Regions from separate parts of the Mus musculus genome. Here region 2 is linked to region 1. The links are chromatin contacts, called in public Micro-C maps. All regions are on one chromosome and are shown on one strand. Each heading gives the region's core, a stretch centred on a gene start, on an enhancer-like site or on the middle of the called end of the contact. The rest is flanking DNA. Distances are from core to core; before and after follow the strand shown.

Evidence for each region. A called contact is a pair of places that touch in the nucleus more often than the background predicts.
Region 2: a Micro-C map of embryonic stem cells shows a contact between it and region 1, with 1.9 times the contacts expected there. The contact joins two enhancer-like sites. A contact is called at or near these places in 1 of 15 datasets of contacts at CTCF or cohesin (pro-B cells), 4 of 484 Hi-C or Micro-C datasets (the HL-1 cell line, brown adipocytes, cerebellum and 1 more), 2 of 115 datasets of contacts at active chromatin or transcription factors (acute myeloid leukemia and microglia) and 3 of 9 other capture datasets (adipose tissue, embryonic stem cells and liver).

The regions. Positions count from the first base shown.
Region 1 is chr1:39,611,142-39,619,036 of GRCm38.p6, forward strand. It overlaps Creg2 (cellular repressor of E1A-stimulated genes 2), which reads right to left. Exons shown (of 4, transcript NM_170597.4): 4 at 7,265-7,895. Among named protein-coding and RNA genes, the nearest start is that of Gm51620, 23 kb to the left of the region's middle. Within about 2 kb of position 3,105, at least 89 of the 459 cell types and tissues checked have an H3K27ac peak or open chromatin away from gene starts, as enhancers often do. A contact at or near this core is called in embryonic stem cells, where this site is marked.
Region 2 is chr1:39,998,350-40,006,244 of GRCm38.p6, forward strand. It overlaps Map4k4 (mitogen-activated protein kinase kinase kinase kinase 4), which reads left to right. Exons shown (of 32, transcript NM_001252200.1): 14 at 1,539-1,625; 15 at 2,275-2,400; 16 at 3,081-3,242; 17 at 5,408-5,638; 18 at 6,458-6,564. Among named protein-coding and RNA genes, the nearest start is that of Il1r2, 82 kb to the right of the region's middle. Within about 2 kb of position 4,617, at least 47 of the 459 cell types and tissues checked have an H3K27ac peak or open chromatin away from gene starts, as enhancers often do. A contact at or near this core is called in embryonic stem cells, where this site is marked.

The DNA.
Region 1 (7,895 bases), core at 1,855-4,354:
GTCTTCCACATGTCTGTCACACATGGATACAAATACTGTTTTCCTTGGTGACAGTATCCTTTGGCCATGGTAACAATGAGTAGTTTCTATTATAGGTGTCTCTGCAATAATTTTCACATTGTTCTAAAATAGCTTGACTCTTGATATTTTCATAGGGACTTCATTGACTCTGTAGATTACTTTGGGTAATGGACACTTAAACAATATTTATTCTACCCATGGGAAGATGAACATTGAAGCAATATTTATTCATCCCATGGGTAGATGGATATTTATACAATATTTATTCTTCCCATGCTCTTTCATTGAGCTACGCTCACAATCCCTATTTGTTTATTTTAAAGACTTAAGTCACAGTATGCTGCCTAGACTGATCTCAGACTCATGGATTCACGTGACTTCCCTGCCTCAGTTTCCCAAGGAACTGGACTACAGGCATATGATATTGTATCTGGTTGTACGGTGTTTAAAAAATTATATGTTGATGTGTGTGGGTTGGTGCATATGAGTGCAGTACCTGAGGTGGCCAGAAGAGGACGTTGGATATTCTGGCGTGAGCTATCCAAAGCTAGTGCTAATTACATATACATATACATATACATATACATATACATATACATATACATATACATATACATACATTCCCAGCCTCTGAAATTAAGTGAGATACTGGTGGATTTTTGTTTGTTTCTGGTCATTTGAGACAGTCTTTCATTGCGCAGCTCATACTTGCCTCAATTTGCCATCCTCCTGCCTCGGCCTCCTGAAAGCTAGGACTACAGGCATATACTACCATGCGTGGCTTATGTGTGTTGTTTTAAGTAACTAATTTGGGCTGTGTGCATAAGTAATCTGTATCAGAGCAGCAGATAACTAAAGCAATGAAACCCAGTCTATTACCTAAGCAGAGAAGTTGGTACTTGTCATTGTGGGGCATCCCCAAACTTTAGATGGTTGCAATTAAATCAACATATTACCTCACTAAAGAATGTCTCGTGAGCATGCAAGAGTGCCAGGAATGTTAGCTCCATCGGTGACATGGTGACACGGTGACATGGTGGCATTTAGTTGTCACGGTCTCCTGAGGAGGAATAGACCACCCAGTCTGGATTCTGGGTCACTTGACTGCATTCCCTGTTGGGAAATAAAGACTTTGTTCCATTTGTCTGTTTTGAATTTAGGTAAACACCTCTTCTAGACTTCCCCCTCCTCTCCTCCTCCTCCTCCTCTTCCTCCTCCTCCATCTTTTCCTCTTAAGACAGGGTCTCACTATGTAGCCCAGGCTTGTCTTAAACTCAGAGAGATCCACCTGCTCTGCTTCCCCATTGCTGGGATTAAAGGCACCACTGCCCAGCCATTCACTCTGCTCTTTAAGATCCGTGGGTGTGCTCATCACAGCTGTGTGGCTCCTTAACTCCTCTGGGGACTAGGGAGCAGGGTGGATTTGCCCTGACTATGATATTGGACTTGTGGGGGTCACTGTGTTGACTTAGTAAAATGCCACAGGGCACTTTAAATCAGGAGAGCATGGATCAGTGGAACTACTGGGCAGGCTACCAGAAACAGGTTAGGATGTTCCTTGGGGAAAAGAGGCTTATGGGTAAAAATTAAACCAAGTTAGGTTCGATGCCCTAAAGGCAGTGGCTCTCAACTTTCCAAATGCCGTGACCCCTGTGTCGTAGTGACTCCTCGAGCATAACATTATTCCATTTCTACTTCCTAACAGTAATTTTGCTACCTTTATGAATTGTAATATTAATATTTTTGGAAATAGAGGTTTGCCAAAGGGGTCTCGAGCCCCTTGAGGAAGGCTGAGAACCACTGCCTTAAGGTAAAGAGGCCTCCTGTGAGAGTCTAACCTACAGGTTAGATGCAGGGCTGTGCCTGGGACTGGGAAGCAGGGTGGCTGTTAGTATTGCGATGGAGCTGCACCTGTGTGGGAAAACTTCCGATCAAAGACTCAGAACCCCCCAGGCATAGGTGAAGCCTTTCTTGCCAAGCTGGTTCAAAAGTTTCTGATGTGTTAGGATGTGAGGAGAAAGTCTCTCTCCCACCCACTCCAGAAAGCCTAAAAGGCTCCATAGGGCTTTTGTCTGACCTTGGACAGCTGCACAGTGACCTTGAGGGGCTTACAGTTTTCAGTTTCTCTCACAGCTGGCGCTGTCTGTTGCTTATATCCTGGCCTGATTCATAAGACTCTTACTCTGAGGTAATTATTACTTTTTCAATAAAAGCATCTGGACAGAGATATTCTTTATAAGCGATATCCACCAGAATATACTTGCAGAATATAGGACACTATAGGACAAGCAGTAACAATGATTAATATGTCCCAAGACAAACAAACCCCACGAAACATTCAAGATAAATACATGATCTTTTCCAAGTATTTATGGAAAGATGACTTTTGCACAAGATAGATCTAAATCTAGAGGGCTTGGAGAGACGGTGCAGAGGTTAAGGGCCCACAGGACTCTGCAGCAGATGGAATTCTGGTCCTAGCAGCCTTTGGGGGCAGTTCACAACTGCTTGTAATTCCAGCTCCAGGGGATCTGGTGCCCGATTCTGGCCTCTGTGGGTGCTGCACTCACATGTACAACACTACATTTAGACACACACACACACACAACTTCAAAATAAATTCTAAAATAAAAAGATCTAGATGATGTTACTTTTAGTTTAAAGATCTTGACTGCCTCATTTGTGTTTCTGGAATCCGATGGCTCTTAGTTCTATCAGATGCAGTAAGTTTTCCTGGAACCAAGTACTGAAGGCTTACTTTATAGACAGTAAAATGATGAAGAAAATAGAAACAAGAAGGGGCTTTGCGGGCTCACGCTATTCCTCTTGGAAGGCTGCGACAGGAGGATGGACCAAGAGGATGAGATTAGGTTACCTCTGGTTTCTTTGTGTGAGTGTGAGCCCCTTGGCAGAGGCAGAAGGAAGTTAAGAATCACAACTGAAACAGGTTTGGGAAATTTGAGCATTAACCTTTTCTCCTGGTTTCTCAGAAAAATGGAGAAAAACTCCCTTTTGCCTTACTGAAGGGAAGTGTGGCCAGTGCGCTGGCCTTGCGCGCACTGGCCTTGCCTGTTTGTGGCAGTCACTGCGGTCTCTCTGCTAGGCCCTCGAGAGAAATGCTCTGACCCCCGTGGCAATGGCTACAGAGAAAAGTCCACACTGTTGGAAATAGATGTGTCTGGGGCCGGTACTTTCGGGAGCCGGTGCAAGCTGCGTAGCCTCTCTAGGTGTCTGAAAACATCTGGTGCTGATACGGCTCAAGGCCAAACAACCCAAAAGCCTCGGGCGGGCGAGCTGAGCAACTCCAGGACAGGTAGGTTAACACAAAGGCAGCATCTTCTGCAGGAAGTTAGGACCCAGTGAGCTCTTGATAAGAAGAGCATTTACAAGCTTGAAGACTGCAGGGGAAGGAAGCAGATGTAATCTCCCACTACAGAAGTTCCCTTTTCTGCCCTATAAAACTCCAACCCGCCCCACCCCCCACCCCCACTCCTAAGCACATTCCCCAGGAGTGGCTTCTGCCCTTGGCTGTTCTGATTAAAGGAAAACCTGCTTCTGTAGGGTCTGGTCTCCAATGTTCTCTAGCCTGGAGCGATTCTAACAATCAGCCAACTGATCTAACTCTAGCCTCCGGCTCACACAAGGCCTGAGTAAGCACACTTGGGAAAGGCTTCTCTGTTCTGCCCTCCTCATCTTTTACAAGTAGCTGTTCCTACAGCCTGTATCTGGATCCTGGACCCTGGCGGGGGCTTCAGTAGCTGCGCTGAGGATATTGAAGAAGTAAGAGAGGAGGGCAACCCCAGGAGCGGAGGAGTAAGACCCACCTCCATCCTTATTGGACTTCCCCAAAGCATGGGGGAAGGAAAGAAGTTGAGTCAAGATGGGGTTTAATGTTTGCTTCAAGGACAAGCGACTGTAAATAAAGTTCCACTGCTCAGTCACCAGGGGGCGCACTAAATCTTTGCCTCCTACAAAATTCCCAAGTTTGGAAACTGTAAGTTTGTTAGAAACTCCCAAAGGTCCCACCGCTTATCTAGAAATGTCCAGGAGATGAAGAAACCACCGTGAGACATGGAGCAGGTAAGGACGATCAGAGCAAGAAGTGAAACCATTCATCCTCAGATACCTCGGTTCTTGCCAGGGGGATCCGACAGTAGACAAAGGGCTTCTGTGGGATGTGAAAAAACGAGGGACGTCGAGGCACAGCCAGCACTATAGCCCCCCTACGGTGAGCCAAGCAGGCTTGGGGATAATCTCGTTCTAGTGGGGAGAAACTGAGGTAGAAACGAACCCCTCGTGCTTGAAAGTTGGTGAAGCAATGAAATGAAGTCAATTCTGTCTCCAAACCAATTTTAAGTTCTAGTATGGGGGAAGACACTACAGACCAGTGTTGGTGTCCCAGTGAGCTGAGAGGAGGAGGAGGAGGAGGAGCAGGAGGAGCAGGAGGAGGAGCGAAGCACAAACAAGAAGCAAGAAGCTAAATGGTGTTCCCGGCTTGTAGAGTCAGGGTAACTAACACCAATGACCAAAAAAAAAAAAAAAAAAAAAAAAAAAAAAAAAAAATGGCTGTTGCATGCCCGGTTATTTCTGTCACCGTATCCCATCCATTGAAACTAGTCTCTCTCTCTGATCTCTCCTCTGCTTGGTTACGTTTGTGCAGCTGTGATGGAAAGCAGAGAGCCAGACAGGAGTGAGGGGCAGCAATGACCTCGTAGGCCACCTCTATCAATTGGGACTTTTGCAGCTAGGCCCCACCCCAAACATTTCCCTACCTCTGTAAACTCCATCAATGGCTGGGGACCAGTGTTCAGACCACGCAGCAAGCCTGTGGGAGACTTGTTCTTTAAAACCAGAACATCCCTTAAGTCCAATTCCTCACAAGATTGCATTAGTCCCCTGGTTTCAGCATAATGGTTTTACACTCTAGCAATTGTGACTCCATCTTAAATTTTACCCTGGTCTTTTGGGGCTCAGTGTAGAAGCTCAGTCCAAAACAATAGCCCCCAGAAATTCCTATTTCTTTAAAAATTAATATTCCTGGGCCAGGGGATGTAGCTAGGTTGGTAGAATATTTATGTTGCATGCATGGAGCCCTGAAGGGTTCAGACACTGGCAGGACACAAACCTGGATGTGGTTGATCATGCCTGTAATCTCATGTTGAGGAGGAAGGATGCTCACAAGTGGAAGGATCAGATATTCAAAGTGATCTTCTGCCCAGTGAGTTCAAGGCCACTCGCAGGGACAGCCAGATGTCTCCTATAAGTCCCTTAACCATCCTTTTAGCTACTGTAGCTGTTCCCACCTGACTTTTGCTTTGCCTACACACAGAGCCATTCCGCAGGAAGAGAAAGCGTGGCTGCTGTCTAAGTAATCCCTTGAGGGCATGCCCAGTCAAATATGTGGACTTTAAAAATGTGGACTCCAGGTTTACAATGGGAGCCAGTCCTTGGGATGGATACATACACAGAGAGTCAGCACAGAGATAAATATAGGAATTGTCCAAGGATGGAGTGTGTTATGTGGTTAGCCTGGCAACGGCAGATGCTGAGGATGCTGGCTGAATTGGTGGACCTTGATATCCACAGGCCTACTTTGTGGGCAGGGTCACTGGCTTGCTGTCCACTGTAGACCTCTTCTGCTTCTCTAACCCTTCTGAATAGGCGTGGTGGGCAAGTAGCTGCTTGGGCTTTATGGCTAGAAGGAGGAAGAGTCTGGGCTCACAGTTAGAGGGAGATCAGTTCTGGAGATAGCCTGCTCCAAGGTGTGGGCAAGGGACTGAGGACTGAGGTGGGGGTGTAGCATTTCCCAACCTTGCTGCATGAAGACCCACATCCCACTCTGGGGTGAGCTGGCATTGTTAGCCTAAGGAGAGATATTGGTCCATCCGTGAAAGCCTCAGTCTCCCATGATGGAGCATTCTCATGGGTGCTCCACATTCTTGTATGACCTTTGATGTCTTCTTTTCGCGTATAAAGCAGGACTTTTTCTTAGTCCTGGTCTGTAGGAATAACAGCTGTATTTAAAACTTACTGTTTTTAATATAGCTGTTATGCTACACCCCTACCTCAGTCCCTTGCCCACACCTTGGAGCAGGCTATCTCCAGAAATGATCTCCCTCTAACTGTGAGCCCAGACTTTTCCTCCTTCTATATTATGCCAGGCAGTGGTGGCACATGCCTTTAATCCCAGCACTTGGGAGGCAGAGGCAGGCGGATTTCTGAGTTCGAGGCCAGCCTGGTCTACAGAGTGAGTTTCAGGACAGTCAGGGGGTACACAGAGAAACCCTGTCTAGAAAAACCAAAAGCCAAACAAAAGGAAACAAACTAGCAAATGCAGGGCCTGGGCAGTTGGCTCAGTCTGCAGAGTTCTAGCACACAAACCTGAGGACCTGGGTTCCTGTAAGCCCAGTACTGGGAGAACAGATTCAGGCAGAATGCTGAGCTCAGCAACCAGCCCAGCCAACTTAGTAAGCACCAGGGTTAGTGAGAGACCTCGTCTTAAAAACAAAGTGGAGGGAGCTGGGGTAATGGCTCAGCCAGTATAAATGCCTGTTAGGTACATATATGTCCTGATTTCAAATCCCAGCACCCATGTAAAAATCCAGGCCTGGCCACATCAGCACCACACACCTGTAACCCCATTCTGTGGAAGGACAAGATAGGAGGGTCACTTAGCTGCCAGTTAAGCTGTGGTTCAGAGAGACCCTGTTGCAGGGGAATAAGGTAAAGAGTAATGAATGGGACACATGATGTTCTCCTTTGATCTCTCTCTGTGTGTATATACACACATATACACATGCACACATACACACATGCACACATACAGACACATACACACTCACACATACATACACACACACTCCTACACATATACATATATACACACACACATACCATACACATACATATATACACATACACACACACATATACTCACACACACATACACACATACATATACACAAACACACACTCACATACACACACAAACACACACAAATACACAAACACACACTCTTAAAAGATTAAGGTGGGAAGCACTTAAGGAGAATGCCTAACATTGACTTCAGGCCTATAAATGTACACACATGGCATGTATGCACACCTGTATGCATATGTGCATACACAAATGTGTACATATGCAAACATATCTATATATAGTGTAGGCATACATACACACACACAATTAAATCAGCAGGCAATCAATTGGTTAACTACTTTAAGACTGGGAAATCTAAAACGTGGCAGCAATAGCATTTCTTTTTATTTATATATTGTTATTCTTTGACAATTTAGTATATGTTTACAAAGAAATATTATCATACCCCTCCACCCCAATTTCCCCCTCAGCTCCCCTGGGATCTACTCCCAAGTCCACCTCTCAATTTCACGCCCTCTTCTCTTCTCTTTGTTTTAGTTAAAAGAAAACCCCACTAAGCCCATTTATTCTGTGCATGTGTGTGCAGCCGTGGTTGCAGCTGGCAGCCAGGAACAGGGTCCCTTGCACTCCTGCCGCAGTTGGGCTGGAATTTACAACAGTATTTCTAGGTCAGTAGATAAAGTTCCCATAACTCAGAGCCTCATAAAGTCACAGCAGCCATGATCGATGGCAAAGCACGTGAGTCCCAGCAGCTCTGGAGGATTGCCTGAGCCTAGGGTTTCAGGATCAGCCTGGGCACGGCAGCAAGATCAGTCTCAGCAGGGAAGAGGTACAAACGCTCATTCTTTTCTTTCCGTTGGATGGGTTCTCAGCAGATGTACTGTATAGTAGCCTCTGTTCTTTTCAGGAACCTAATAATGTTGTTTATAACAGTTCATTAAGAAGACTGTGTAGAACTACCCAATATCTTTAGGATATCATAGTCAAGCACGGA
Region 2 (7,895 bases), core at 3,367-5,866, 390 kb after region 1:
ATGTGAAAGAACCTTGAAAAAGATGTGAATAGCAAGTACCCTGCACTTTTAGCATTTCTTAAAATTGGTTGTTTTACTCTGCTTTTTATGTTTTTATTCATTTATTTATTTATTTTTGTAAATAATCTTCCCTTGCTGTGGTGCGTGGTACATTCCCACGAAAGCGTGTATATGCTGTATTCTCTGTTCGTTGCATGTCGAGATCTTTGTGGTTTGCATAGCATCTGATTTCCCCCAGTATTCTTGCATTTTAAAGTCAGAAAACATGTTTATAGTAACTTGATCTTTCAAGCTCTGATTTAAATTCTGTTATTTTCGAAAAAGGAATGCTCTGAGACACAGATTTCTTTTCTCAGGCAGCTAAGGCCACGTGTCTGTCACAAAGCCACTTGATTGATGCCTTAGCGTGCTCTTGGCATGTCAGGTGTAAGCTAAAGGGACTTGGCTTTGGGTGTTTGGTGCGGTTTATAAGATGTGGTGTTCTGAGTGTTTGCAGGCCACTGTTTCTCTGTTGTCTGGTATTCTGACCAGAACTATTGGTTAACTCAAACATCTGGTCAGGCATATCTTTGGCTCTTTTTACTTAAGGGCATGTGCCATGAAATGGGGTGGTTGGGAGGAGGCGCTCACTATAGAAACAGAAGCCACCTCCATGGGACAGTTCTCCCACATGCCAGTCCATTGCTCCCCTGCTAGGACAAGTAGGTCCTCCTGCTTAATGTGGGGCTGAAAGTATACAGCAGGCGCTGCGGCTTGTCTCTGATGGGCTTGGGTTAGGGTTTCCTGATGCCTGTGTACTAATAGGAATTGTGTAACTGCAGGGTTGTGTGTTCTCACCTCTCACCTACCCCATCCCCAGCACTGGAGCCGAAACCTCTGCTGTGCTCTGTACGAGGTTACCGTCTCCACTGTGACTCGGTGGTCGTTCTCGCCCGCTGTCACGTCATCAGCCTGCCCCTGCACTCGTGCCTGTACACACTACACAGACACACAAGCTCACCAGCGTGGGCTTGGCCAGATTACCTGTAGAGAAGTGCCCATAGTCCATGACTCCTGACCACATCTTCCGACTGTAGCCATTATTCCAGGAACTTTTGGAGTCATTAGCAAAAGCACAAATCCTGTTTGGTTGGTTTGGGATTTTGTTTTTTTGTTTTTTTTTTTTATTTTTATCTTAAACAGATTTGGGTGTTAGTTTTTAAAAATTGCTGGTTTGTGCTTATTTAAAATGATGCCTCGCCATTTCTGTGGTGTCTGTTGTCCTTAAGAGGAAGCTAGCCTCCTTAAAGTTCCGTATTGGATGTGATGAGAGTGTAATAGCAGCAGTGCTTGAACGCCGCTGTGTGCATCATGCCAGTAAGCTAGACTACTTACAGCTTGGAGCCTTGCAAACACCCTCAGCAGCAGGTTGTCTTCACTAAGGAGTCCAGTCCTCGGCGAGCTTGCTGCCGAGCTTCTGGAGTGCCGGTTACCCACACAGGGGACTCAGTCGCGTCCCTCCTGGATGTACTGACTGCTGGGTCATTTCTGTGTGACAGGAGTACATCAGGCGGCAGCTAGAGGAGGAGCAGCGGCACCTGGAGATCCTGCAGCAGCAGCTGCTCCAGGAGCAGGCCATGTTACTGGTAACGCCCCGCCTCTGTCCCGTTCCATACCACAGGGCCGTTGTCCCTTCCCTAAGTTGGCCAGATGTAGTGACCGTCAAACTTTTTTGGTCTCACTGTGGCAGCCAGGTTCCAGTGAAGCTGTCCTCTGGTCATGCTATCAAGCACAGTGAAAACTGCCCTTAGTTTATTTCCCAATAGTAAGCTAGCTCCTTGTTTGGTAAATGCCTGTCAACTCTTAAACAGAACCTGGCATTCAGTGAATGTGAAAATGCCAGAGGTATCAGGTTCACAGTGCATGCTGTGGGAATTTTTGCTGAGTATGTGTGTATATATACCACTGTATCTGATGTTTAATTGAATTCCTTTACTCCGCAATGATGTTACAGTTAGCAAATGCTGTCACATTTTACACAGGTAACATGCTATTTAAAATCCCAGCCATTTTGCCTTGCTCTTAAACAATGGGGGAAGTGCTATTTAAAAAAAAAAAAAAAACCAAAGCCAAGAAGGGATCCAGAGAGGAGGTGAGCTCGCCACGGTCCCCAGATTCAGTGTCACCCTCTCCCTCTCCAAGGAGTGCCGATGGCGGGAGATGGAGGAGCACCGGCAGGCAGAGAGGCTCCAGAGGCAGTTGCAACAAGAACAAGCATATCTCCTGTCTCTACAGCACGACCACAGGAGGCCGCACGCACAGCAGCAGCCGCCGCCCCCGCAGCAGCAGGACAGGAGCAAACCGAGCTTTCATGCTCCAGAGCCCAAGCCTCACTATGACCCTGCTGACAGAGCTCGGGAGGTACCTGCTTTCCCTATTGCTTACAGACTGGTCCCGAGAGAGCTAGGCGTCCCCTGATGACTGTCGAGAGCTGTACTGCAGGATCTCACCTCTGTTTTCTGCATGGATTTCTTGGTTAACAAATGCTAGAGAGATCAGAAGAAAACTACACACACACACACAAGTACCTGGCAGTGTTAGTCTTTACCATGCGAATGAGAGAAATGTCAGTCTTGTTTAAGACTAGCATGAGGAGGCAGTGGACTTTTAGCCTTACTGGATCAGTGGTGTTTGGATGACCAGAGCCTCCCATAAGGATGCAGCAAGTGGTCCTCTCTGGGCTAGACAGAAGGACGTGGGTGCGTCCAGGAGCACTGTGCGGTTCTGGCCTGCAGATGGCTCCCTTCTACATCTTCCCTCACAGGGAGCAGAGTCCAGGACAGATTCTGTTCTTTAGAGAGTAATGAAGCTCTAGGTGCTGAGGATAGTCTAGAAGCTGCTTTGCTTAATTTTCATTTTCATAGTTTTTAAAAGTCCTCTATCAAATCTTAGCCCTGCTCAGCACCGCCACTGTGCACTTAGCTGCCTCTCTTCTCAGAGCTGAATAGAACACATTTTCTCTCAGTTGTCTTGCTCTTACATGTTCCTCATCTCTCCTTTCCTACTAACATGGAGCCGTGTCTTCTAATTCTCTGACGCAGGTGGAAGATAGATTTAGAAAGACTAACCACAGCTCCCCTGAGGCCCAGGCTAAGCAAACGGGCAGAGGACTGGAGCCACCCGTGCCTTCCCGGTCAGAGTCTTTTTCCAATGGCAACTCCGAGTCTGTGCACCCTGCCCTGCAGAGACCAGCGGAGCCACAGGTAGCAGCAGTAGCTCCCTGTGCCACGTGTAGCCCGTTGTCTCAACAGCTGGTGTGAACAGGAGGCGTGCATTCAGCGTAGGGAGAGGAGGCTTGTCGTTTGTTTGTTTTGTTGTCTAAGATTTTTATTGAACTCATTATGGCTATCTCCAGTCAATACTTTTATTTCCCCCTCCTTAACTCAGATGTGAAGTCCCTCCTTCCTCTTAAATACTTTTTTAAATTATATTTTTAGAACGTTGGTTTTATTGTATAAGCAGGTTAGAAGAGAACTTTTAACCTGAACATTTTGAAGTAAGTACTTTGTGTCTGTGGTCCCAGCTCCCTGAAGGACCTTTGGACGCTAAAGGTGGCCTTGCATTTCTGTGCAGGCTCCTATTTATTTGGCTGAATGTGTAAATTTCCTGGGAAAAGGTTTTTGGTTTTGTTTGTTTGTTTGTTTGTTGTTTTAAAATACAAAACCAGATTCTCAAACCTGTCAAGATTGAACACAGGTTATGCCTAGTGGGTTGAATATTGATTTCCTGTAAGAGATTAGGACAGAGTTTATGACTTTTCCTTCAGTCTGTCCCAGAGTCTGTCTTGTCTGAGTGCTCAGAAGAGAAGCAGCAGCCTTGTCTAGAAAGGACAGTAGGTGGCAGACACACCCATCCCCTGAGGGTGTGTAGGCACTCCTCCATGCTGCTCTGCCTCACACACTTCTCTGAGCTTTCTGTACTCGGTCGGCCCTGGTGTTTGCATGTCACCTAGGACAAGAGTTGGTGGTTTTGAGAAGAAATGGCCCTTCTGTGACAGATGCAGTCACATGAGAATTTGAATGTGTTCTGCAGTAACCAACCCTCCTGGGGGATGGTTGAGCTGAGCAAATCTGAGGTACAGGGGGTGGGGTTTATGCAGATATAGCAGCTGAGAGCTTCAGAGAGCTACACCAGAGAATGCCAGCAGAGGCAGTGGGAAGGGCCAGGTGCCACTTGCTGCTCCACTTAGTGCCTGTTTCCTGGTGAGAAGCATGGTTGTCCTGAGAGCTAAACCCAACACAAGGGCAAACTTGCCTCTGAGCAGCAGGCTCGAGAAGCTTCTGTTTGAGGAGATGAGACAGACAGCCTCTCTTCCTCCGCTGCAGAGTTCTTGCCCCAAGCTTTCACCTGCAGGAGGGAAACTCGTGTGGCTCCTAGCGTTGAGTCCCACTTAGCGTTATTTGGTAACACATCCGTTTGGTTGCTCTCCCAGTGAACACTTAGATGTTTTAGTAGTATGGGAATTGTACCAAAGCTAGGATTCTTTGGATCTGCCTGTGAGCCACAGAGACTATGCACTGGGTCTTAACTGCCGGTTTCACCTGCAGAAGCCAGGCAAGTCAGCACAAGACACATTGATTAGTGCGTGCTGAGTTACAGCTCCCATAACCGCCTTAGTGGTTGGTTATTCTCCAGCAGTGAGGTACAGGTACCTCTTACTAAAATAGTTTATAGAGTTCTGAGAGGATGTTTTTTTAAAGTGACTGCAGAAATTCACTTGGCCAATTGTCATGTCCTTGAGTTCTCATTTCAAAGGCATATTCCTACTGTCAGCCCAGAGTATCTTGATGCTGGTCAGCCTGGGCTTTCTTGGTACTGGATATTTTGGTAAAGAAATTTTAATCCCACTTTTTTCATAACTAGGAGTGTAAACTCAGCTAGGTCTAAAACATTTTAAGATTGGGAGAAAAAAATATTGGTATTCTTGAAAAGTTGGCTGTTCTTAAGTTTCTCTGCTACAGTCCCATAATAGGAAGAGTGTGTGTGCACGCACAAATAAGTCCCGTCAGTAAGATTCTCAGACCCAGGGTTCTGAGGTGGTGGGGAGGTTTGCTGATGAGCAGTGTCTCTGTCATGTGGTCCCCAGCTCTCTGTGCTGACATGGACATGCATGTATCACTCTCCCCTCGGGGGTCTGTGCATGCCCCTGTTCACTGCTGTCTGCAGTTTGTGTCTGGGCACTTTCCCTTATGCGTGTGCCTTTGCTCTTCCTCTTGCCTGTCACCAGCATGGAGCCTATTGGCTGCTCCATGCTTGACACTATGCCTCCCCGACTCACACCCACCTCCTGTTTGGGATTTAGTGTTGACCAGAAAAGCTAGTTGTATGCAGAACGCATTGAATGTTTTGTGTTTTGTTTTCTTGTAAGGTACAGTGGTCCCACCTGGCATCTCTCAAGAACAATGTCTCCCCTGTCTCGAGATCCCATTCCTTCAGTGACCCTTCTCCCAAATTCGCACACCACCATCTCCGCTCTCAGGACCCATGTCCACCTTCCCGCAGTGAGGGGCTCAGTCAGAGCTCTGACTCTAAGTCGGAGGTGCCCGAGCCCACCCAAAAGGCTTGGTCTAGATCAGACAGTGACGAGGTGCCTCCAAGGGTAAGGACAGACAGACAGACGCGCTGTTTTCTCTTTATTTAAACTTACTGTTTGCTGTGATGATGGGAACAGTGACTTACTTCATCAGGGCTAAAGGGCCAGAAGTTTCAAATGACTTCTCAGGGAGGGAAGCCATTCCCCACCTCAGCAGTTACAATTAGCCAATGGTTAGTTAGCTTTTTATCATTGACTGGTTTTAAACGTAGTTTAATAAAAAGTATTTATGGAAAAAATTTTAAGCAACATGCTTCTAAATAAGTAGAATTATAAATGTGTACAGAAGCTCTCCATTATTGTGCATGACATCAAGAATTTAAGAAAAAATCTTATGAGGAAAAATTAACAAGACCATGATTTTTTACTTTAAAGTTGAGCGTATTGTACTTAATAGTACATGAGGATTAAAAGGCACATCTCAGTTTATTTTTTCCTCCACTTGGAATTTGCTTCCTCTGAATATTTTCTCGCTTCTTTGCCAGTCTTTGCTTCCTGCTGATCTATTTGTAGACCGTTGTTGGATTTCTTTGAGCTTACTTTTGTGATTCTCACATACTATCTCAGGGAAGCGCTGCTGTATGCTCTCTGCCACCCGCTTCAGTCCAAACATGACTTCAGCATGACAGGACTGTAGAGATGGGCCAGGCTGTCTGGATCGTGCAGGAGCAGGGGAGGCTTGGGAAAGGGAAGAGCTAGCTTCGTGGCAGGCATTCCGGACTGAGGAAGGCTGTGTTATAAAGTGTACTGTGAGGAGGGGGGGCTGGGGGGGAGCTGTGGTGTTCTTCTGTTGTCTGTCTTAACTGCTGTGTTTCCTACCTAAAGGTTCCCGTGAGAACGACCTCTCGTTCCCCTGTCCTCTCCCGTCGGGATTCCCCACTGCAGGGCGGTGGACAGCAGAATAGCCAAGCAGGACAGAGAAATTCCACCAGGTAAAAAAAGAGAACTGACAGGAGGAGATGTGCTGTGGCTCCCAGTCTCTCAGAAAGTCATCTGTTGTCTGTTTGCAGAAATGTGCATCTCTAGCACTGAGGTTCTAGACCGATGTGACATATTTTACACACTCACACACACACACACACACTCACACTCACACACACACGCAGCAGCAGCAGCGTTATTGATCAGTAGTGAGAAGCAGATTTGAATCTTGATGTGTATTGTAATTTTGAAATGTAAACTATATTTCTCTGTAAAGGTAGAGAAGGGAGAATTGAGAACAGGTTCTAAGAAACATAATTTGAGAGAGGTTTTTAGTCTAGAAGAAATTGTGAGGGTTTAGACTGAGTTAAAAGAAATCACAGCCAAGTTAGTATTCCCTCACAACCTGCCATAGACTACCATGCTAGCCAAGTGATGTCATTGCTGAGGTTTAGGGTGGCTCTGTCTGATGCAGTAGCTCTTGGCCAATGAGGCTGAGTATGAATTTAACTTAATTAAAATGAATTAAGCTTCACCTTTTTGGTGGCTGGAGTCACGTGTTGTTAGTGGCTCTGACGTTTGCTCAGGTGTGGAGTGTGCTGTGTGTGCACTTACTGAAAACTTGTCACTGTTGCCCTGCAGATATCATTAAGTGTTTGGTAATTTGGTCATCAGTGGACCTGTGGTGTTGGCAGTGTTGGTACAAGTGCCTAGATGGATGACAGTCCAGAGTCTGCAGGCAACACTTTAATGCTGGTGACCAGAGAGATCTGGCATTCTCCTATGACAGACAGTGTCCAGGGCACAGATTCTTCCCAGTGTATGTGTGCTATGGGTCTGACCATGGCAGGAAGCCTCACGGCTTTGCTTCCTCCACACATCAGAGTGGACTGTGGGTATCCAAGGTGTGGAAGCTGTCATAGTGGATGAGGGCAACCTAGATACAGAAAAATTTCTGAGTAATTATTTCCAATTAAGAGTAGGGTCTATAGACAGAAGTGGTTGTAGGTGTAAACAGTCATATTTCACTTCATATATAACATGGATTTCATGTGCTTTAGCAAGAAGATACTGTTCAGCATCTTTTGGGTTTAAGATATTGAAGATGCTGGCCCTGAATACAGTCTTTGTAATGTGCAGTGCGCTCTGTGTGCAGTGCACTTTGTGTGTGCAGTGCACACTCTGTGTGGAGCATGCTCTGTGTGCAGTGTACTTTGTGCAATGTGCTGTGTGTGCAGTATGCTATGTGTGATGTGTTCTGTGTGCAGTGCACTGTGTGTGCAATGTGCTGCGAGTGCCGTGTGCTCTGTGCAGTGTGCTGTGTGTGCACTATGCAGTGTGT